4 separate regions of the Mus musculus genome follow, and regions 1, 3 and 4 are each linked to region 2. Evidence: chromatin contacts called from public HiCAR-type and HiChIP or PLAC-seq data. All regions are on one chromosome and are shown on one strand. The core of a region is the stretch at or near the end of the contact, and the rest is flanking DNA. Distances in the headings are between cores, read along the strand shown. Region 1 overlaps Inhbb (inhibin beta-B). Region 2 has its middle 22 kb from the start of Gli2. Region 3 overlaps Tfcp2l1 (transcription factor CP2-like 1). Region 4 has its middle 24 kb from the start of Inhbb.

Evidence for each region. HiCAR-type assays count read pairs that join an accessible place to other places. HiChIP or PLAC-seq counts read pairs in DNA pulled down with a chosen protein or histone mark.
Region 1: a contact with region 2 is called in a HiCAR-type map of embryonic stem cells, with 4 times the contacts expected there. The contact joins two enhancer-like sites. A contact is called at or near these places in 3 of 39 promoter capture datasets (HPC-7-derived erythroid cells, the SN4741 cell line and embryonic stem cells), 1 of 15 datasets of contacts at CTCF or cohesin (embryonic stem cells), 28 of 484 Hi-C or Micro-C datasets (the AML12 cell line, the C2C12 cell line, Sertoli cells and 13 more), 19 of 115 datasets of contacts at active chromatin or transcription factors (SST interneurons, embryonic basal ganglia, embryonic forebrain and 7 more) and 2 of 9 other capture datasets (adipose tissue and embryonic stem cells).
Region 3: a contact with region 2 is called in an H3K27ac HiChIP or PLAC-seq map of embryonic stem cells, with 16 times the contacts expected there. The contact joins two enhancer-like sites. A contact is called at or near these places in 9 of 484 Hi-C or Micro-C datasets (cortical neurons, embryonic stem cells and nephron progenitors), 9 of 115 datasets of contacts at active chromatin or transcription factors (all in embryonic stem cells) and 1 of 9 other capture datasets (embryonic stem cells).
Region 4: a contact with region 2 is called in an H3K27ac HiChIP or PLAC-seq map of embryonic stem cells, with 3 times the contacts expected there. The contact joins two enhancer-like sites. A contact is called at or near these places in 1 of 484 Hi-C or Micro-C datasets (hematopoietic stem cells), 10 of 115 datasets of contacts at active chromatin or transcription factors (embryonic stem cells and oligodendrocyte precursor cells) and 1 of 9 other capture datasets (embryonic stem cells).

What each region holds. Positions count from the first base shown.
Region 1 is chr1:119,416,362-119,419,190 of GRCm38.p6, forward strand. It overlaps Inhbb (inhibin beta-B), which reads right to left. Exons shown (of 2, transcript NM_008381.4): 2 at 1-1,736. The coding sequence ends at 961. Among named protein-coding and RNA genes, the nearest start is that of Inhbb, 4.5 kb to the right of the region's middle. Within about 2 kb of position 1,395, at least 3 of the 459 cell types and tissues checked have an H3K27ac peak or open chromatin away from gene starts, as enhancers often do. A contact at or near this core is called in embryonic stem cells, where this site is marked.
Region 2 is chr1:119,073,770-119,076,524 of GRCm38.p6, forward strand. No RefSeq gene overlaps it. Among named protein-coding and RNA genes, the nearest start is that of Gli2, 22 kb to the left of the region's middle. Within about 2 kb of position 1,327, at least 12 of the 459 cell types and tissues checked have an H3K27ac peak or open chromatin away from gene starts, as enhancers often do. A contact at or near this core is called in embryonic stem cells, where this site is marked.
Region 3 is chr1:118,646,908-118,649,764 of GRCm38.p6, forward strand. The region is part of intron 2 of Tfcp2l1 (transcription factor CP2-like 1); the gene reads left to right. Among named protein-coding and RNA genes, the nearest start is that of Tfcp2l1, 20 kb to the left of the region's middle. Within about 2 kb of position 1,289, at least 44 of the 459 cell types and tissues checked have an H3K27ac peak or open chromatin away from gene starts, as enhancers often do. A contact at or near this core is called in embryonic stem cells, where this site is marked.
Region 4 is chr1:119,396,752-119,399,451 of GRCm38.p6, forward strand. No RefSeq gene overlaps it. Among named protein-coding and RNA genes, the nearest start is that of Inhbb, 24 kb to the right of the region's middle. Within about 2 kb of position 1,255, at least 10 of the 459 cell types and tissues checked have an H3K27ac peak or open chromatin away from gene starts, as enhancers often do. A contact at or near this core is called in embryonic stem cells, where this site is marked.

The sequences.
Region 1 (2,829 bases), core at 145-2,644, 340 kb after region 2:
CTCCCCCTTGCCAGTGGCCCTCCCCTCTAAGCATAACACCAGGAGGAAGTCCCCAGCAAAGGGCACCGATTGCAACATTTTTCTTTCCTTCTCACTTCGAATCGTTTGGCCTTTCCGCTTCAAAGGCCATAGCTGATAGGCTCTTTTCAATTCTGCAACTGGCACCAGTGACCTGTCAGTTGTTGGAGATGAATTTAAAGCATAAAATTAAGACCCTTCTTCTCTCCCTCCCCCAACACCCCCGAAAACAAACACACATACACACATATATAAGTCACATGGGGGACGCAAGTGACAGACCATCAAAGGGTCACTGTCCCTGCTCCATGGTCTCTGTGACAGGTGAGTCGCTCCTGGGCTACTTGCCCTCTCCAAGAACAGGGGTGGCACAGCTCTGCTGGCCTCAAAGCATGGAGGATGCCAGGCGGGCAGTGAGCAGGCAGGACTGTGCCAGGCGCTTCGGTGAAGAACCTGGGACAAGTCAGGGACACATGGCCCTCCACCCGCCTGTGCTCCCACCCTGCTTTTCCTCTTGGTGGCTCTCTGGCTCACTCTCTCTGTGTCCTCTGTCTTTGTGTGCTTTTATGTGTGCTCAGAAGGCGCAATTCAGAGTGCCCGGCCAGCTGGTGGGAATGGTGGCTGCTCACCCCATTCTTTCAGACTGACAGGCATTGGTGCCATTTGTCACCGCATCCGTTTGCTGGTATCCCAGAGGCTGCTGTGTGGGTGGCAGACTGCGTGAGTCTGGCTATGCGTGTCTATGTGTGCAGTTAGGAGTCTCTCGTGCCACAGAGGGATTCTCCCTCTGGTCCTGACTGGTTTTCTACAAAGCGGGAGAACATTATTTCAGGCCTCACCCTGGCACTCTTCACGGCCCAATGGAACAACCACACTCAGCCCACCTGCCTCTCCTGCTCCCTCAAAGACCCATGGGCCTGTGCTCCGCCCCCGTTGCCTCTGTCAGGCGCAGCCACACTCCTCCACGATCATGTTGGGCACATCCCGCTTGACAATGTTGTACTCGTCATCAAAGTAGAGCATGGACATGGAGCTCAGCTTGGTAGGGATGCAGCAAGAGTTCACGGGCCCAGGGTTCAGGCCACGCATGCGGTACTGGTTCACCACGGCTGTGTGGAAGGAGGAAGCTGAGCCAGGGACCCCGGCCAGATAGGCCGGGCAGCTGCCCTCACAGTAGTTCCCGTAGTAGCCAGTGGGCGCAATGATCCAGTCGTTCCAGCCGATGAGCCGAAAGTCGATGAAGAACTGTTGCCTGCAACAGAGGCTGGTCCGCCCATCACACTCTAGGCCCCGTTTGCGGATGCGATGTCTGCTATCGCCCAGGCGGGCCTGCACCACTACAAAGGGCCTGTGTGACTCCTCACCGGGGTCCACGAACACAGGCACCACGGCCAGCTCCTGGCAGCTGTCACACTGCACATCCAGGTTAAGGCGTCTCTCCCCTCGCTCAAACAAGGCCTGGATGGCCTCTGTGATGGGAAAGGTATGCCAGCCGCTACGTTTCAGGTCCACCTTCTTCTCCACCACATTCCACCTGTCTCCGTGACCCTGTTCTTGGAAGTACACCTTGACCCGTACCTTCCTCCTGCTGCCCTTCTCCAGGACATAGGGGAGCAGTTTCAGGTACAGCCACAGGCTGGCCTGCACCACGAATAGGTTCTGGTTGCCTTCATTAGAGACGAAGAAGTACAGGCGGACCCGGGAGGAGGCGAGGCCATCTGTGGAGACGGGGAAGAACAGGCCAAGTTAATTCCTGGAGAACACAAGGCAATAGGGAATGGACTCTGCTGTGTGAGGTTGGAATGAACATTCGCCACAGCTGGAAATTGTTACTGACCAGAAATACCATTCCTGGGGCCCAGGTTTCTGCCATGACCTGCCAGAGGCAGAAGAAGCACTTCCCATTGAGAAAACAGGTCTAGGGTGGAGCCAGAAGGTCCAGACCTATAAAAATCCTGCCTCACCTCTCCCAGGCCAGGGCTCCCTGGAGATCGGATTGTCTGGCCTCAAAGTTCAACTTGTCAGGAGGCCAAAATCTTAACACGTTGTTATGGGTCTCTGAAAACAAAACTAAGATTGCAGGGAGGATTTGGGGGTAGGTTATTTAAATGGGGCTTTTTCTTCTTCGTTGTCTTCTTTCTGGTTAACTTGGAGCATTGCGAAACCAAGCTGAGCCACCTACAGCCTCTTTCCAATGTTTACCTAAGCATGATCTGACCCAAGTCTCGGTGGGACCTCCACTGCAAACAGGCAAGCTCTGTATCCGAGTTTCTGAGTTTCTGACATACAAGTGTTGCATCCTGCATGCTGCAAAGGGCAGCAGCCCCTGTTTCTAAGGAGTTCCAAGGGACAGGATAGGCAGCCTTGAAAACTCAAGGTCCGATCCTTTGACCAGACCCTGACTCCCAGAAGGCAGCAGCTGGAGATCTCAAAGGTGTTGGTGGGGTTGTTAAGTCATATCAATAATTCAGTACAGCCAGAAGAATAGTTCTGCCAGATGAGAAATTATGTCCCTTTCTCACAGTACATTCCATCAGCCCTTCCCTCTGACGGTCTCTACCTATTCAGCAGGCATGGCTGGTGCTATCACACCTCCCACCAAGCCCCCCCCGCCCCGCCCTAGCCCCTTCCTCAGCTCTCACTGGCTCCTCTAATAACACTGACGTCTGACTTTGAAAAGGGGGAAACTGCAGCCTTAAAAGCTGCTCTTGGCCAAGCTGCCTGTGACCTGAATCTGTTATTTATAAGTTAAAGAGCTGGCTCCGTGAATCGGACCAGAAATATAACAGCCCCCGCTGTCATTTTGTGCCA
Region 2 (2,755 bases), core at 77-2,576:
ATTTGAAGATCTCTTGATGTGTCTTTCTGTTGGCTTCCTGACTTCAAGACAGGAAACATGCCATAGTCCTCCCCCTCCTCCTCCCCTTTCTCCTCCTCTTTTCCCTTCTTTTTTCCTTTTCTTTTCTGACAGAGTCTCACATAGCACAGGCTATGTGACTTGCTATGTAGCCAAGGATGACCCTGAACTTCTGATCCTCGTGTCTCCACCTCCAGAACACGGAGATTACAGATCTGGACCACCAGGCTTAGTTTACGAATCTGGGTGTGCTGGGCCAGCATGCTACCACCTGAGCCACACCCTCAGCCCCACTTAGTTCTTTGTTTCGTTTTGGTCAGGTGATCTTCTCTACACATATTTTCTCTTGTTGCTTCTTAACCAGCTCCACTGCTGAAGTCATCTATGGTATCACGAAGGCGGCAGATGGCAGCCATCCACAATTGCAGCCCAAGGCTGGGCAGTACCCAGGATCTCCTTGATGTTCTAAAAAGTCCCGTGGCAGACAAAGTTTGGAGCTGTGACGAAAGGATGGGCCATCTAGAGACTGCCATATCCGAGGATCCATCCCATAATCAGCTTCCAAACGCTGACACCATTGCACACACTAGCAAGATTTTGCTGAAAGGACCCAGATATAGCTGTCTCTTGTGAGACTATGCCGCGGCCTAGCAAACACAGAAGTGGATGCTCACAGTCAGCTATTGGATGGATCACAGGGGCCCCAATGGAGGAGCTAGAGAAAGTAATCAAGGAGCTAAAGGGATCTACAACCCTATAGGTGGAACAACAATATGAACTAACCAGTACCCCGGAGCTCTTGTCTCTAGCTGCATATGCATCAAAAGATGGCCTAGTCGGCCATCACTGGGAAGAGAGGCCCATTGGACACGCAAACTTTATATGCCCCAGTACAGGGGAACGCCAGGGCCATAAAGTGGGAGTGGGTGGGTAGGGGAGTGGGGGGGAGGGTATGGGGGACTTTTGGGATAGCATTGGAAATGTAAATGAGGAAAATACCTAATAAAAATATTTTTTAAAAATGTCCTGTGGCTAAAGGACGGTGCAGCATCAGCTGGGCACTGTGGACAATCTCACCAAAAGTGCTATTTTCATTGTCTAATGGTTCTCTGCACCTTTCTTTCTGATGACCCGGGTAGAGGCAGACGATACTGCTCTGTCTGGGTCTGTCTGGGTCTGTCTGCTCTGGGTTGTCAATTACACATCATCAGACCTTTCCAGTCACTGGTTACCTTAGAGATGTTATCTCCCTCTCCCAGCTTAGGGTGATGACTCCCTCTCTTTACCCCTTCTCCACTAGGGGGCCCCATCTCTGCTTTCTCCTTCCCGGGTCAGCTGAAGTATTTGCCACTCCTTCCAGGAAGTCCCTGCCTCTAAAATGTCCTTCCCACCTTCCTTCTCAGAGAAGCCCCATGCCATTGAGCATACAGTTCCAAAACTTCCTTCTTCCTCAAAAGCTTTCCTTGGTGGCAATTCCACAGTAAGGCTATATACTTGCTGCTGCATCGCGTTTGACGAATCTGCTGGGGAGAGGTATTTAGGGTGTGTCTGTGTTTAGCCATACAGACACTTGCAAAGAACGTACTTTTCTGTGTAAATGAGGTCTCAGTCTGTAGCACAAGCTGGACTGGAACTCACTAACAACAACCTTCCTGCCTCAGCCTCCCGAGGGCTGGGGTTTCACAGCTACAGTACCATGGCTGCAAGACCATTCTTGGGTGCACAGATGTGGTAAGATAGTTCAGGACAGGACCTGAAGGTGGAGGCGTTGCTGGGTCGGATACCACAGGCAGGGGTTAATTTAGAAAAGCTGGCCCAGAACTGAGGGTGTGGCTCAGCTAGTGGGTCTCACCTAGCGAGCAGGAGGCCACAGACTAACTGACTGTGGCTGCGGTGCACTCCGGGAATCTTGGTATTTAGGAGGTGGAGTCAGGAGGATCGCAAGTTCAAGGTCAGACCTAGATCGAACTGAGGCCACCCTCTGCTACCTGAACAAGACAGAAAGGATGGAAAGAAGAGGAGGGGGAGGGGGAAAGGGGAGAGGAGGAGGAGGAGGAGGAGGGGGAGGAGGAGGAGGAGGAGGAGGAGGAGGAGGAGGAGGAGGAGGAGGAGGAGGAGGAGGAGACCTCAGGCAGAGAGCGCAATAAATAGGTTGGTGAGAGGGTGCTTCAAGTTAAAGCCAGAGTGAGGATGGAAAGTCGGTCCCCAGTGTCTTACAGCCAGCCCTGCCCCCTCCTTCCCTCTTCCTCTTGCTGGAACTCTTAGATCTTCCCAGATCCAGAAAGCCTTGTGGGGGGGGGCACACCCAAGATAGGGATTTGAGGGGAGGGGGACCCAAAGCCATTAGTGCTTAATTAAAAACCCTTTGTCTTGCTGACAGACCTGCAGGATTTCCTACCATGCAAACCTCAGATGTGCTCTGTCCTTTGGGGTGACACTGGTTGAGGCAGGTGCCCAGAGAATTCAAAAGATGGTAGGTGGGGGAGCTGAGGTCTCCGCATAACAAAACCTTGGCTTTTAAGGACCAACACTGGGGTATTTTCTAACCTCACTTATTCATTCCTTACTACAGCCCTTCCTACAGTGTTTTGTCTTGCTTAGTTTTTAAACTTAAAATTTGTAATATCTATCTATCTATCTATCTATCTATCTATCTATCTATCTATCTATCTACTTATTGTGTGGTTTGATGCATGCCATGACGCATGCGCAGAGGTCAAAAGACAACTTGTGGGAT
Region 3 (2,857 bases), core at 39-2,538, 430 kb before region 2:
GATTATATGAAAATTCATATTTTGGGCCAGCAGGGTAGTTCAAAAGATATAGGCGCTTGTGTTGTGCAGTTTTAAAAACACACTACAGCCTTTGCCCCAGAGCTGCGACCCTGCTACCAGCCCCTCTTGGCTCCTTCTTGTTTCTCCTGGCTTAGCTCTGGGATCCAGCTGCTAACACTGACCTGGTTTCTCTTTCCCACTGGAGGAGTTGTGTTACCGGCCCACTCCTGAGACCCTTGCATCCGTGGATAAAACACACACACACACACACACACACACACACACACACACACACACACACACACACACACACAGCTCTGTTACCTTTAGAATATGCCTCTAAAGGCACAAGTGCTGGGCACAGATACCTCCTGCCTGAAAATTCCTTGGCTCCTGCCCATAGCGGAGGCCACACGCCCAAGCTGCCCTGAGACCTTACATGACTACTGCTTTCTTCTCAGTCAAAGCATGTCAGAAAAGCCCACCACCCCTTTCCCTGCCTTTCCTTTTTCTCTGGGGACCTGGAAGTTCCAACTGTACCTTCTGTCCAGCAATTGCCCACCCTCTTCTTTATTGACAAGTCAAGAATCAATTGGAGAGCTAGACCCTAGCAACAGAACCTCCCCTTACATGCTTTTCATCATGCCTGAGTTCAATCCCAGAACATACATGGTATAGGGAGAGAACCCTGTCCCACAGGTTACCCTCTGACTGCCACCAGGAACCAGTAAAATGTTTTGTTGAAACTCAGCTGTGCTCTTTCCTGCTTGCGTGGTACTGAGATGCTTCCATATTCTAATGGCAGGGTCCTTGCCACTGGGACTTGTTACTGATTGTAGTTTCTACCTGAGCCTTCACAGGAACTTTGATACTGCCACAACCAATAGTGTGGGTTACTTTAAGGAAAAGAAGAAAAATGAGGTGTGTGTGTGTGTTTCACTACCCCTTCTGCCACTGTAAGATAGCAGGCAAAGCCAATAGAACCTAGACATTTGTTTTCTCCTTCTGGTGGTTTAGGCCCCTTTGGGCAGGCATGTTTCCAGTCATCCCATGGATGGAGGTATGGAGTCAGGCTGAACTTAAATTCTTCCAGAGAGTCCCCACGCCTCCTTGGCGGGACAGTACTTAGAGCCCTGGGATTGAAGAAGGAAGGGGTCAGCAGGGCTCAGCCACCCTTGTTTGAGAGAGTGGTGTGAGTCCTGACTCTGTTCTAGCCACTCCCAGGTCACCTTGGCTCCCTGGGCTGGGCTGGGAGTCACCAGCCAAGGGCTAGTTTACATCACAAAGTGACCTGGGGCTCTTTCCTGGCTTTCCTTTGGCAGGCCTTTAACAATCTGAAGTAGAGGGCTGGGCGGGCAAGTCTTCCCAGGGAATTTCCTTGAGGCTGTTTTCTGGTGTCACCTGACTGCCCTTTGCTTATCTACTTCCTTCTGCCAGGCTGGGATCCTCGGACCTCCCAGACTGCACCAGATTCCTTGCTAGGCAGTCACCCCTCCAAGTCTTAGAGTGTCAGAGTTGCAAGAGACAAACCTGGGTGGGAGACCCCACAAAGACAATGGTTCCCCACTGTCTTTTTATGGTATATGATTATGATTTACGGTGTGAAGATGTAATGCATGCTTTAAAGTATTGGTTCAGGTTTAAAAAGTGACTTGATTGGCTGAGACCTCGAGTGGCTACCAAGTTGGTTGGTAGAGTGTTCACCTACCCTGAACAAAGCCTGGGGTTTGCCCTCAGTATCCCATAACCCCTTAAACTGAGGGCGGTGGTGTCTGTGACCTGTAATCAAATGCCCTGGAGCTGGAGCAGGAGGATCATTCATTCTCCAGGTCATTATCAGGTGAGGACCCTGTGTCAGAAACAAAGCAACCCCACTTTTGTTTCATAGCTCTGAAATAAAAATTCTCATTTCCAGTAATGATTTTCTCCTCTCCATTATCAAATAATTGCTTAGTTGAAAAGATCTTAATACAGACATGTTGTAAGATTCTTGTGATAGCCTTAAGTACAAGCCTTCCAGATAGAAAAGGTGAAAAAGAATCACACATAACAGCCTGGCCCTTTCACCCTTTGTGTGTTTGAGTTTGTCTGGGGAACGAACCTCTGTGAGTCTCCACCTTAATCCAGTGGGGCTCCTGGTTTCTAGTTCTGCTGTTGGCTAGTTGAGAGACCTTGCTTGTCAAATCAATATCCCAGTAGTCTCCAGCACCACTGTGTTCCCATGAGTGAAGCTGCTCGTTAATGCTCTCCAGAGGAAATCCCCGGGCCTTGCTGCACTTTGCTTGGAGTTTCTGTCATGGTCACTCCTTCCTTCCCTTGACCACAGACACTCTATCTATTCTTCAGAGTTCTCTCCCATGCCACCTGCATGTGCCAGCCTGTTTCAGATGCCCTGTCCATTGTCAGGGTGGACCTAGCCTTCCCATCTCCTAGTCTACTAAGGAATTATTAATTCTGCTTCATCCTGTCCCTCTTTTGCTGACTGATACTCTTTCAGAGGACCCAGCACCCATAAAAGAGCCACACAACAGCCTATAGCTCCAGTTCCAGTGGCCCTAACACCCTCTATTGGCCTCTGCAGGCATGCACACATGCACCCATAGATTTGAAAATTTTAAATTAAATCTAAAAGAAAAAAGAACTGGCTCTGGTATTCCCAGTACAGAGAAGGTAAAGACTGCTAGGTCCCTGGGGTTTGCTGGCTTATCAGTCTAGCTGGACTGGTGAACTCTTATCTCAAAAAGTATGGTGGAAAACCAGGCATGATAACAAACTCATTTAATCTCAGAAATTTGCAGATTCTGTGAGGGTTAGGGAGGTCAGTCTGGACCTAGTATGTGTAAGCCTTGAGGCACAC
Region 4 (2,700 bases), core at 5-2,504, 320 kb after region 2:
TCCACTGGGAAGAGGACCTCCCAAAATCCACAGCCTGACCACAGAGTCACCCCCTTATAACCAGTCCACCTGGGAAAGAGATGGTCACATCCCACCCCCACCCTCACCCCCACCCCCACCCCCATCCCGGGCAGCTTAGATTCCAGGCATACTCAGGAGGCTGACCTAATATGATATGAATCCCAGCCCTGCACTCTCCAGGGTTGAAGTCCTAAATAAAGAAGTCAGTTTGGGATCTGGGTCCAAACAGGACAAACTTAGTTCATCTGTCCCTATGTACAGAGATCAATACCCAACTTTCACCAACCACCCTTAGTGTGGCCCAAGACTCTGGGCTGACATTTCTCTCAGCATTTGGGTGAGTGACCCTGAAGCCAGACGTGTCTCCTGGATACACAGTGAGGGTCCAGGAAAAGAAGGGGCTTGGGGTTTCTGGTCACAGCTGGGGCAGAGAGAGACTAACAGAAGCAGCTTGTTTTATTTTGAGGCAAAGCTTCATTGAACCTAGGCTGGCCTAGCACTGTATAGGCAAGGATGGCCTTGAACTTCTGATCCTTCTGTTTCCATCGCTCACACTAGGGAGTGGCATGCTCCATCATGTCCAGTTTGCTCAATGCTAGCAACTGAACCTAGTGAGGTAGGCACTCTGTCAGCTGAGCTACCTCCTTATTCTGAGGAGCAACTTTAAACTTAGAGCACAGCCACCTGACCTCGTTTCTCAGAAGACTAGCTGAAGTCAGTAAAGCTGAGCAAGGCTTGGATGAGGGGATGCTACCTGGGACCACACGGCTAGCCACTAAGATGTCTTCCTCTTGGTCTCCAAGTGTCTGCCCCACCAGCAGGGTCCTGACCTGGCCCAGCCTAGCCTTGTTGATTGCAGAAGAGATCTGGAGTCTACCAAACCCTAGTGATGTTGGGATAAGATGACAGTTGGAACCCAACCCTGTACACCAACCCAAAGGAGTGACAGGCCTCAGACCACTGCAGAGGACCAGGGCGCACAGCATCCTGGGTGCCCACAGCAGCATTCCACCATACAGTCAGCCCTCCTGGGAGGTCTCTGGTCACACGGTGCACCCGACAGCTTAGACTCAGGAGACCCAAGAAGCTGACTTAGTACCATATGGGTGCCAGTCTGCAAGCCCTCAGGAATGCCCAAGTCTGTGTGTACCCGCAAAGTCAGGAGGGTGCGTGGAGAGTCAGGAGTGCTTTTGCAGCTCTGGGCCAGCAGGGGCCTTGGGAGCAAGGACCAGGGCAAAGGGGAGCCCACAGCTACCTTGGCCAGCCCCAGCCCAGCTATAGATTAAGAAGCCCCCTAGCCAGCCGCAAGACACAACAGAGATAAGGAGCTATCACATCACGGATGGAGCAAGGAAAGGCAGCCAGGGCAGGCTCGCTCCAGACTGCCAGCAGTCCCCTTGGGGGAGACAGGAATGACGCCCCCCCTTCCTTAGGAGTCAATGATGTGGAGTGACGGGAGTGACCCAGACACTTGGCCTTATCCAAATTCTATGCTCACCAAACCCTGAGCTGCTTAGACATAGGATAGGCAGGCACCTTGGGGTGAGCGAGTGAACTTCCAACTCAAGAAGACACAGCCTTAACTCAACCTTCAATCTAGGAAATGGCTGCAAAAAGGCAAAGTGCCTCAGGCATCGACTCCTAAGAGTGTGAACGCCCCAGCTTTCCCCAGAACCCTGTATCTGGGATTTTCATAGTTTGGGGGATTGAACTCAGGGCTTCGTGAATACTACCAACTAGTCACATCCCTAGTTCCAGTATTTTGGTTATGGTATCCCAAATTTTGCCCTTGCCGTGTACTCCCCAGAAACTCCCTGCTTTAGCTGAAGGACTCCCGGCCCTCCTTCAGGTCTTAGCCCAAGAGTTCCCTCCCCCAAGAGTCCCCTTGACTCTGACTCTCTCTCTCATTCTCTCTCTCCCCCTATTCCTGAACTTCCCTCCCAGTGGCTTCAGGTCCACACCAGCAAGGGCTGGCCAAGGATCAGGTCCCAGAAAACACACCCACACGCTAAATTGATGTGGAAGCCCATTTCCTTACACTAAGAGTTCCTTTTTCTTTCTAAGTAAAAAGGGCAGGTTGGAGCCAGGTGTGGTAGTTTACTATTGTAATCCTAGCATCTGGGAGATAGAGACAGGAAGCCCCAGAGTTCAAGGTCAAGAAGAGCAAGACAAGAAAAGAGTGGAGAAACCAGCCTGGCTCTACCAACACTTGCTGGCCGTGTGGGGTCTGTGGGCTGGGCCCTGAGGGAATCATTTCCAGGAGATTTCAGCTACCCCTGGGCTTAGGCTTTTCCACAGAATAATGGGATTGCAAATTTATTTGCAGTAAGATGAATTGCAGTCTGGCTGTGATGGTGCACATCTTTAATTCCAGCCCTCAGGAGACAAATGCAGGTGAGTTTCTGCTTCCAGAAAGTGACTCTGAGGGTAAGGGCTCTTGCCCCCGGCAAGATGTAAGTTGCATCCCCTGGTGAAAGGAGAGAATCTATCTACTCCTGCAAGTTATCCTCTGACCTCAACAGGCATCCCATGACATGCATGCGCCAGCACACAGACACACAGACACACACACATCCACAATTAAGTAAATGTTTTTAAACCTCAAAAGTATAAATTATAAATAAAGGCTCTGAAAAGTTGTACAGCTGTTTCTTTGAGGTTCCTTAACCCAGGATGACA